Regions from separate parts of the Sus scrofa genome. Here region 1 is linked to region 2. The links are chromatin contacts, called in public HiChIP or PLAC-seq maps. All regions are on one chromosome and are shown on one strand. Each heading gives the region's core, a stretch centred on a gene start, on an enhancer-like site or on the middle of the called end of the contact. The rest is flanking DNA. Distances are from core to core; before and after follow the strand shown.

The links. HiChIP or PLAC-seq counts read pairs in DNA pulled down with a chosen protein or histone mark.
Region 1: an H3K27ac HiChIP or PLAC-seq map of alveolar macrophages shows a contact between it and region 2. The contact joins two enhancer-like sites. A contact is called at or near these places in 3 of 47 Hi-C or Micro-C datasets (embryonic fibroblasts, fetal heart ventricle and mesenchymal stem cells) and 2 of 2 datasets of contacts at active chromatin or transcription factors (alveolar macrophages and skeletal muscle).

What each region holds. Positions count from the first base shown.
Region 1 is chr13:110,871,170-110,874,704 of Sscrofa11.1, forward strand. It overlaps FNDC3B (fibronectin type III domain-containing protein 3B), which reads left to right. Exons shown (of 26, transcript XM_021069801.1): 14 at 1,005-1,091; 15 at 2,409-2,547. Among named protein-coding and RNA genes, the nearest start is that of GHSR, 120 kb to the right of the region's middle. Within about 2 kb of position 1,707, at least 2 of the 83 cell types and tissues checked have an H3K27ac peak or open chromatin away from gene starts, as enhancers often do. A contact at or near this core is called in alveolar macrophages, where this site is marked.
Region 2 is chr13:110,333,502-110,336,770 of Sscrofa11.1, forward strand. The region is part of intron 1 of PLD1 (phospholipase D1); the gene reads right to left. Among named protein-coding and RNA genes, the nearest start is that of PLD1, 41 kb to the right of the region's middle. Within about 2 kb of position 1,815, at least 7 of the 83 cell types and tissues checked have an H3K27ac peak or open chromatin away from gene starts, as enhancers often do. A contact at or near this core is called in alveolar macrophages, where this site is marked.

The DNA.
Region 1 (3,535 bases), core at 457-2,956, 540 kb after region 2:
TTGGGGCAGTGCTAAACCCCCAGAGCATGGAAGAGAGCCTGATGCATAGAAGGGGCTCCAAGGTTGGATGGATAAATAGGCGGAGAATGCAGGCGTGATTGAGGGTATTGTTGAATGAATTCTGTACATTCAGCTTTGGTAGGATATTTATCCCTTTGAAGGCTTATGTTTTCTCCATCCAAGCTGTCGTTTTGCCCTTGGCCGGAAAGGGGACACTGTGTCAGAAAGCCCAGCCATGGTTTATTACATAACATTTTTTTTTTAAGCTTCTATCACTTGCTTTATATGTTTTCCCCACACCTTGGAAATCTTCAGATTTTTTTTTTTTTTTTTTTGTCTTTTTAGGGCTGCACCCACGGCATATGGAGGTTCCCAGGTTAGGGGTCTAATCCGAGCTGTGGCTGCTGGCCTACGCCACAGCCACAGCAACGCCAGATCCGAGCCACATCTGCGACCTACACCACAGCTCACAGCAACACCAGATCCTTAACCCACTGAGCAGGCCAGGGATCGAACCCTCCTCACAAATACTAGTCAGATTTGTTTTCACCAAACCACGACAGAAACTCCTGCATAGCATGTTGGAGCTCAACAGTGAGGACCTCAGTGCAGGAAGACCTTCATGACAACATTGTTAAATAATTTTTTAAGTATATACTGCTTCATCAATCTAGTGGTTAAATTCTTTGTTTAAAATGCTTATTGAGTAACCAGAAAAAGTTTACTCTGTGAGAAAAGCATATGGTGGTACCTATTCCAAAGCAAACTGACATTCTCTCAAAGAGAGAGCATTGTTCTCATTCAAATTAGTGTTAGTCTCACAATAAAGTTGCCCAGATCCAGAATAAATTATAATGTGATAGAGTTACATTTTCACTTTTAAAGAATCAGACTTCTGGCCCACTGGTGATGATAGAAGGAGGCAATATAAAAATTATACATACAAAGTATTTAAGGCCTGGACTTTATGGTACTGATGTTTCTTTCTGGCTTTGCCTTTTCAGGATAACCTTTTCCACCCAAAATACACTGGAGAGGACTTAACCTGTACTGTGAAAAATCTCAAAAGAAGCACACAGTATAAATTCAGGGTGAGTCAGTCATTTTGTTACCTGCACTGCTTAAAAATGAAGCTGTTTTACGTTTCACCCCATGCCATTTTAAATCGACTCTACAAGTTAAAAATTTCTCAAGTTTGCTACACTTTACACTTTTATAATAATATGTGTAAAATACACATCACACTTTTATTCTGTTTTATTTATTTATTGGCCTCACCCCAAGACATGTGGAAGTCTGGGTCAGGGATCGAACATGCACCACAGTTGCAGCTTGCGCCACAGCTACACCAATGCCGATCCTTAACACACTGTGCCACCAGGGAACTCCCATACTTTAATTTTAAAATCCACTTTTGAGAAAGAAAAGCTGTAACAAAGTGCAGCTGTAATGTGCACTACAACATGGATGAAGACCCAAACCAGGTGCCCAGCACACCTCTCTCACCTGCACTTCATACCTTTCTCTCCAGAATTTCTCACTTTAATCAGACTTCCCTTTTATTCTTCATTTTCCTTTGCTCTTATGCCCATTTTCTTTTCTCACCTGTTTCTCTTTTTCTTTGCTGTTACCCACCTCCTCCCCCCTCGGGCTCTGCTTTTGTCATCAACAGTCACCATTAATGTCACCATGGGACTTTGTGTTGTTGCCCAAGACAATTTTGCAATCTTTAAGAGAGAGGAAACAGCAGGCTGCCTTCTGTGCTGCTGTAGTGTTTAGTGATCCTAGCGCAGCACTGTATTTTCTAGTGCAACACTGCATTTTGAAGAGATGTGGTTGTCTTCTGATTCCACCATTCCTTCTCTTAACTTTTGTGCCAAATGGTGTTATTTGATATGCAATAGTCACTCAATAAATAATTGTTATATTATCGAGTGGAATGTGTGACTATTAGAGGAAAATGATAGTTTTTGGATATTTTAGAAAACCCTTGTTATTTGATACTGGCTATGAGAACATAGATACATTGCTAGCATTTGTCCACAAGGTGGCGTTGCCCTATGCTTAAATAAGCGAGGTTATTTTTGTCTGCCTTTTCCCCCATATTTCCCTTCCACAAAACACTATGAACCAGGTGGTGACATACTGGTTTTGTTTTGTCCTCTTGAAAGGGTAAAAAATGTCTTTAGCTAATACCTACCTTATTTTGTTTTTAGTTGTTAATAGCAAAACTATATAGAAAATAAGTACCCCATTAAAGAAACACTTATAAATTAGTGGTTTGAGATTGAGAGAGAATGTCTGTCTGTGTGAGTTTATGGATACCCTGATCTTCCATGTGGAAAGTTTAATACCACTGGTTTAATACCTGGTATCTAAAGTATATTGTTTCCTTGGTTGTGTTGTAGCTGACTGCTTCTAATATGGAAGGGAAAAGCTGCCCAAGTGAAGTTTTGGTATGTACAACGAGTCCTGACAGGCCTGGACCTCCTACAAGACCCCTCATTAAAGGACCAGTTACATCTCATGGCTTTAGTGTCAAATGGGGTATGTTTTGTTGGTGCTCATACTGACGCTTTTTTGACAGATTTTTTAAAAACTTACTAATTTCCATAGTGACAGACCAATAAACAGCAAACCATATTACTTAAGGGAGTTCTATACATTTGGAATAGCTATATGAGAAACATCCTAAGAATTCCACAAACTGGTAAAATTGACCATTTTAAGAGCTTTTCATTAACTTTATGATTTTTCTGATTATATTTTTTCCTCCTAAATTTGGAATGTATTACTGATTTGAATGTGGTAATTTCTGAATATGTCTTTCATTCTCCAATGGCTTGCCCTCAAAAAGTAGCAATATTTCATATAAAAACTGATTTATAAAGTTAATATTGAAAATAAATGTCAAAATTTAGGTATGTCCTCTGAATTAAATTGTGACATACAGAATTTTTAAGTTACTATGAATTAGGAAAACTTTAGTTTTTGCTGTTGTTGTCATCTTATCAAGAGTCATAAACTTCAGGAATTTTTCACATTGAAGTTCATCATGTGGTATATGTGGGTATCTGGTAGAAGGATATTGTGGCTCACTTGCTGTGTGAATTACTTCAGTGAAATGACTGCCATCAGAATGTTGATAAATATTTGCAGTTGTCTGTGAAACTATTATGACATGTGTGAGTCATATAGTAATATTAACTACATAACCAGAAAAAAAGGGAAAAGAAAGTAGAAATCTAAAATAAGATTTTACCTGGAAATCAAGTAATATAAAGGGAATTTAAAACATTATTAAATCACTATTGGAGACTAACCCCTGAGACATATAACTGCTTCAGTTACCCAAAGATTTTGAGGTAGAATTAGTCCCTGGAAGATGGATGTGATTAAGAGAAACTATAAAAATCTAGATGTGCTTTTGGCCAAATCAAAAGCTTTTTTCCTTAGAAAATCCTGGAAAGTTCTGTCAACACTGAATATTTACTTTTAGTAGCCATAGTTGGAATATTTAACTTTTTTAAATTAT
Region 2 (3,269 bases), core at 565-3,064:
TATTCTGCAATGTCTGTCATGTCTCATAACTGTATTTTATCATTTTTATCTTGATTCTTGTACTTTTATGGGGTCATTTTCTTAATTACTAACATTTCTAAATTGTTTTGAAATCTATTCTAATGCTCCAAAAGGTACTAACATTTATTTTTTAACTTGCTGATAACAAAAAGCTCAAGGGACCCACAGATACCCTTTTAGAGTGGGGCAAATTTACACAAAGTTGTATCATTAAAGCAAATTTTATCTCATGGTTGGCTAGATAATCCATCTTTTTTAAAAAAATTAATCTGATCTGCTCACAGATTACTCTGGCTTCTTCTTATGTAATGTGTGTTTCCTTTTACATAATAAGAAGGTGGCTTTAACATGGAGAACAGACTTGTGGTTGCCAAGGGGGAGGGAAAGGGAGTGGGATGGACTGAGAGTTTGGGATTAGTAGATGGGCAATGAGGTTCTACTGTATAGCACAGGGAACTGGGTCCAATCTCTTGAGACAGAACATGATGGGGGGTGATATGAGAAAAAGAATGTATGTATATGGATGACTGAGTCACTTTGCTGTACAGCAGAACTTAGCACAAATTGTAATCAACTAAACTTAAAAAAAAAAAAGGAAAAAATCAAAGAAGTCAAAAACAAACAAAAGAATGTGGCTTTACATGACTGACATAATATACTTGTGGGAGGGAGCAAAACTTTTTCCTTCTTCCCTTCTAGATTCTTTGGCTGGTCTAGAAGTTAAATTGACATAGACAGATTAACAAGAGAAAAATAAATAGAATTTTGTATATAGGAAAGGCCATAAAAACGTGAGATTCAAAGATGTCACCAAAGCCAGCAGCTTTTATACCCTTTAGACAAATAAAGAATAAATCTGTGAGGACAAAACATAGGTAGCAAATTAGTGAAGAAGACAACAAGGTTTGTTTACACATTCTTTTTGGCCCTGAATTGCTTCTCTGGCAATAAGGATGCCTTCCACTTTCCTGGTACAGGGAGGGTCCCTTTCACATGGGAGTTTATTTCCTGCTCTCAGGGAGTAATGGGAGGATCAGAGTGTCCTTGTACCAGCTGTTTCTTAAGTTAACTTTAATTCAAAATAATCAATAGGCCGAAGCAGCATTATTTTGGGGCGGCATATGCTTCTCACTTTCATGTTCTTCTGAAAAACAAAATGAGTATTTTTTCATGTGCATATTAAAACATTAATTACTATTTTGCTTGTGGCCTTTAGTTTCTAAGTTCCCTTACTCTTTTCTTCCTTTTTTAATAAGAAGCCATGGTGAAAATTGTCCATTGCCTTCTTAAAAACAGCCACTTAAAAACTAGAGTGAGATGTGGTATCACTTACATGTGGAATCTCAAAAAAAGGATACAATGAATTTATTTACAGAACAGAAACAGACTCACAGACTTTGAAAAACTTATGGTTACCAAAGGAGACAGGTTGCATGGGGAGGGATGGACTGGAGGTTTGGAATGGTAATGTTCTAAAATTAGATCGCAATGATGGTTATACTACTATAAATATAATAAAACTCACTGAATTAAAAAAAATTTAGAGTGAAAATTCTTGTGGCTTGAAAAAAAGAGAGATAGTTCAAAATTGGTTTCTAGGCCCTGGGAGCACAAAAGCAGTGCTCTCCTGTGGCTGCCTCTCTACAGACTTCTGGACACAAGGACCCATGGACTCAGCAAGCCATCCATTATAAGGTATCAGAGGGTAATGCTCTGGCCACTTGCACTGCAGGGGAGAAGTGACTGAACCTGACAGCACCAAGCCCGTGACGTGTTACTTTCTTTCTTAACCACCCAGAAGCACTTCCTTCCTTGCTTGCCCAATCCAAGTAAGGAAGGGCATCCTGTTGCCCTGGCAGTTCCTGTAGCCTGAAACCACTTGCTTTTGTTCCTACCCTGTTTTCTTTGTGTTTCTCTCAAACCGCTTCCTCATGAGACCTCTCCATCCAGCCAAATGGATTTATTATATTTATTTTTCTTTTTCTTCTTCTTCTTTTTTTTTTGTGTGTGTGTGGGGGGGCACACTGGCAACCAGGGGTCAAATTGGAGCCACAGCTGCTGGCCTAAGCCACAGTCACACCAACACAGAATCCGAGCTGTGTCTGCAACCTATACCGCAGCTTACAAAATGCCAGATCCCTAACCCACTGAGCAAGGCCAGGGATGGAACATGCATTCTCATGGATACTAGTCAGATTTGTTTCTGCTGCACCACAACAGGAACTCCTATATTCCATTTTCCAACTCCCCTAGTTCTTCCCTCCCTTTGGGTTTATGCCACTGCCCCACCCTCATGCCTTCCCCCTCATGGCCAATAAAGGATTAAATCCTCCCCAGCATTTCAAGGGGCAGCCCAAATCTATATCTCCCATGAAATTTTCTCAGACCACCCTAATTTAAAAAAAAAAAATCGCTTTTATTTCTCACACTTAGAACAATCAGCAGCAGCAGATGAGTTAGACAACAAATTAAGCCTGATGACATTTCTACTGTTGTCTGGATTGGTTATTTAAATATTCTCTGGCATTTAGTGTTTCACATATTTATATCTATTTCCTCCAATCAAGTTACCAATAACTACGGATCATGAGTTATACCTTTAAAATCAACCACCATTAAAATGCATCCTACAGGAAAATTCCATCTTACTAGCATTCATATCTATTTTAAGATTATAAGAGATTTAAATCATTTATATTATCAAATAGTAATTGCAATAACAACAGCCAACGCTATTGCCACAATGTCTTATTATACCCAATATCTTACTTGGCATTCACATCTGCCCTGTGAGGTAGATACATTATTTCCTCCACTTCTCAGATAAAGAAACTGAGGCTGGCAAGGTTAACTTGCCCACAGCCATCCAGTCAACATACATTTATGGAGCACCTACTATGTGACAAGCATTGTTAACAGCATTAATGATTCGAAGCAGAAAATCCCTATCCTCAGGGAGCTTGTAGGTATTATACCAGAGGAAACAGACTATCAACATATAAAACAAATATCAAACCAGATAATGCTAAGTGCTAAGAAGAAAACCAAAGCAGAGTAAGGGACTGGAGAGTAATAGGGTGGGGGGCACACCTCTTACAAAGGATGGTCAGAAAAGGCCTCTCTGGGGAGATGACACTTAAAGCAGAGACCTGGATGAAGTAAGATAACAAGCCATGTAATTATCTGGGGAAAGATTCCAAGCAGAAGAAATAGAAATTGCAAAGGCCCTGAGGCCAAAGGAAGCTTAG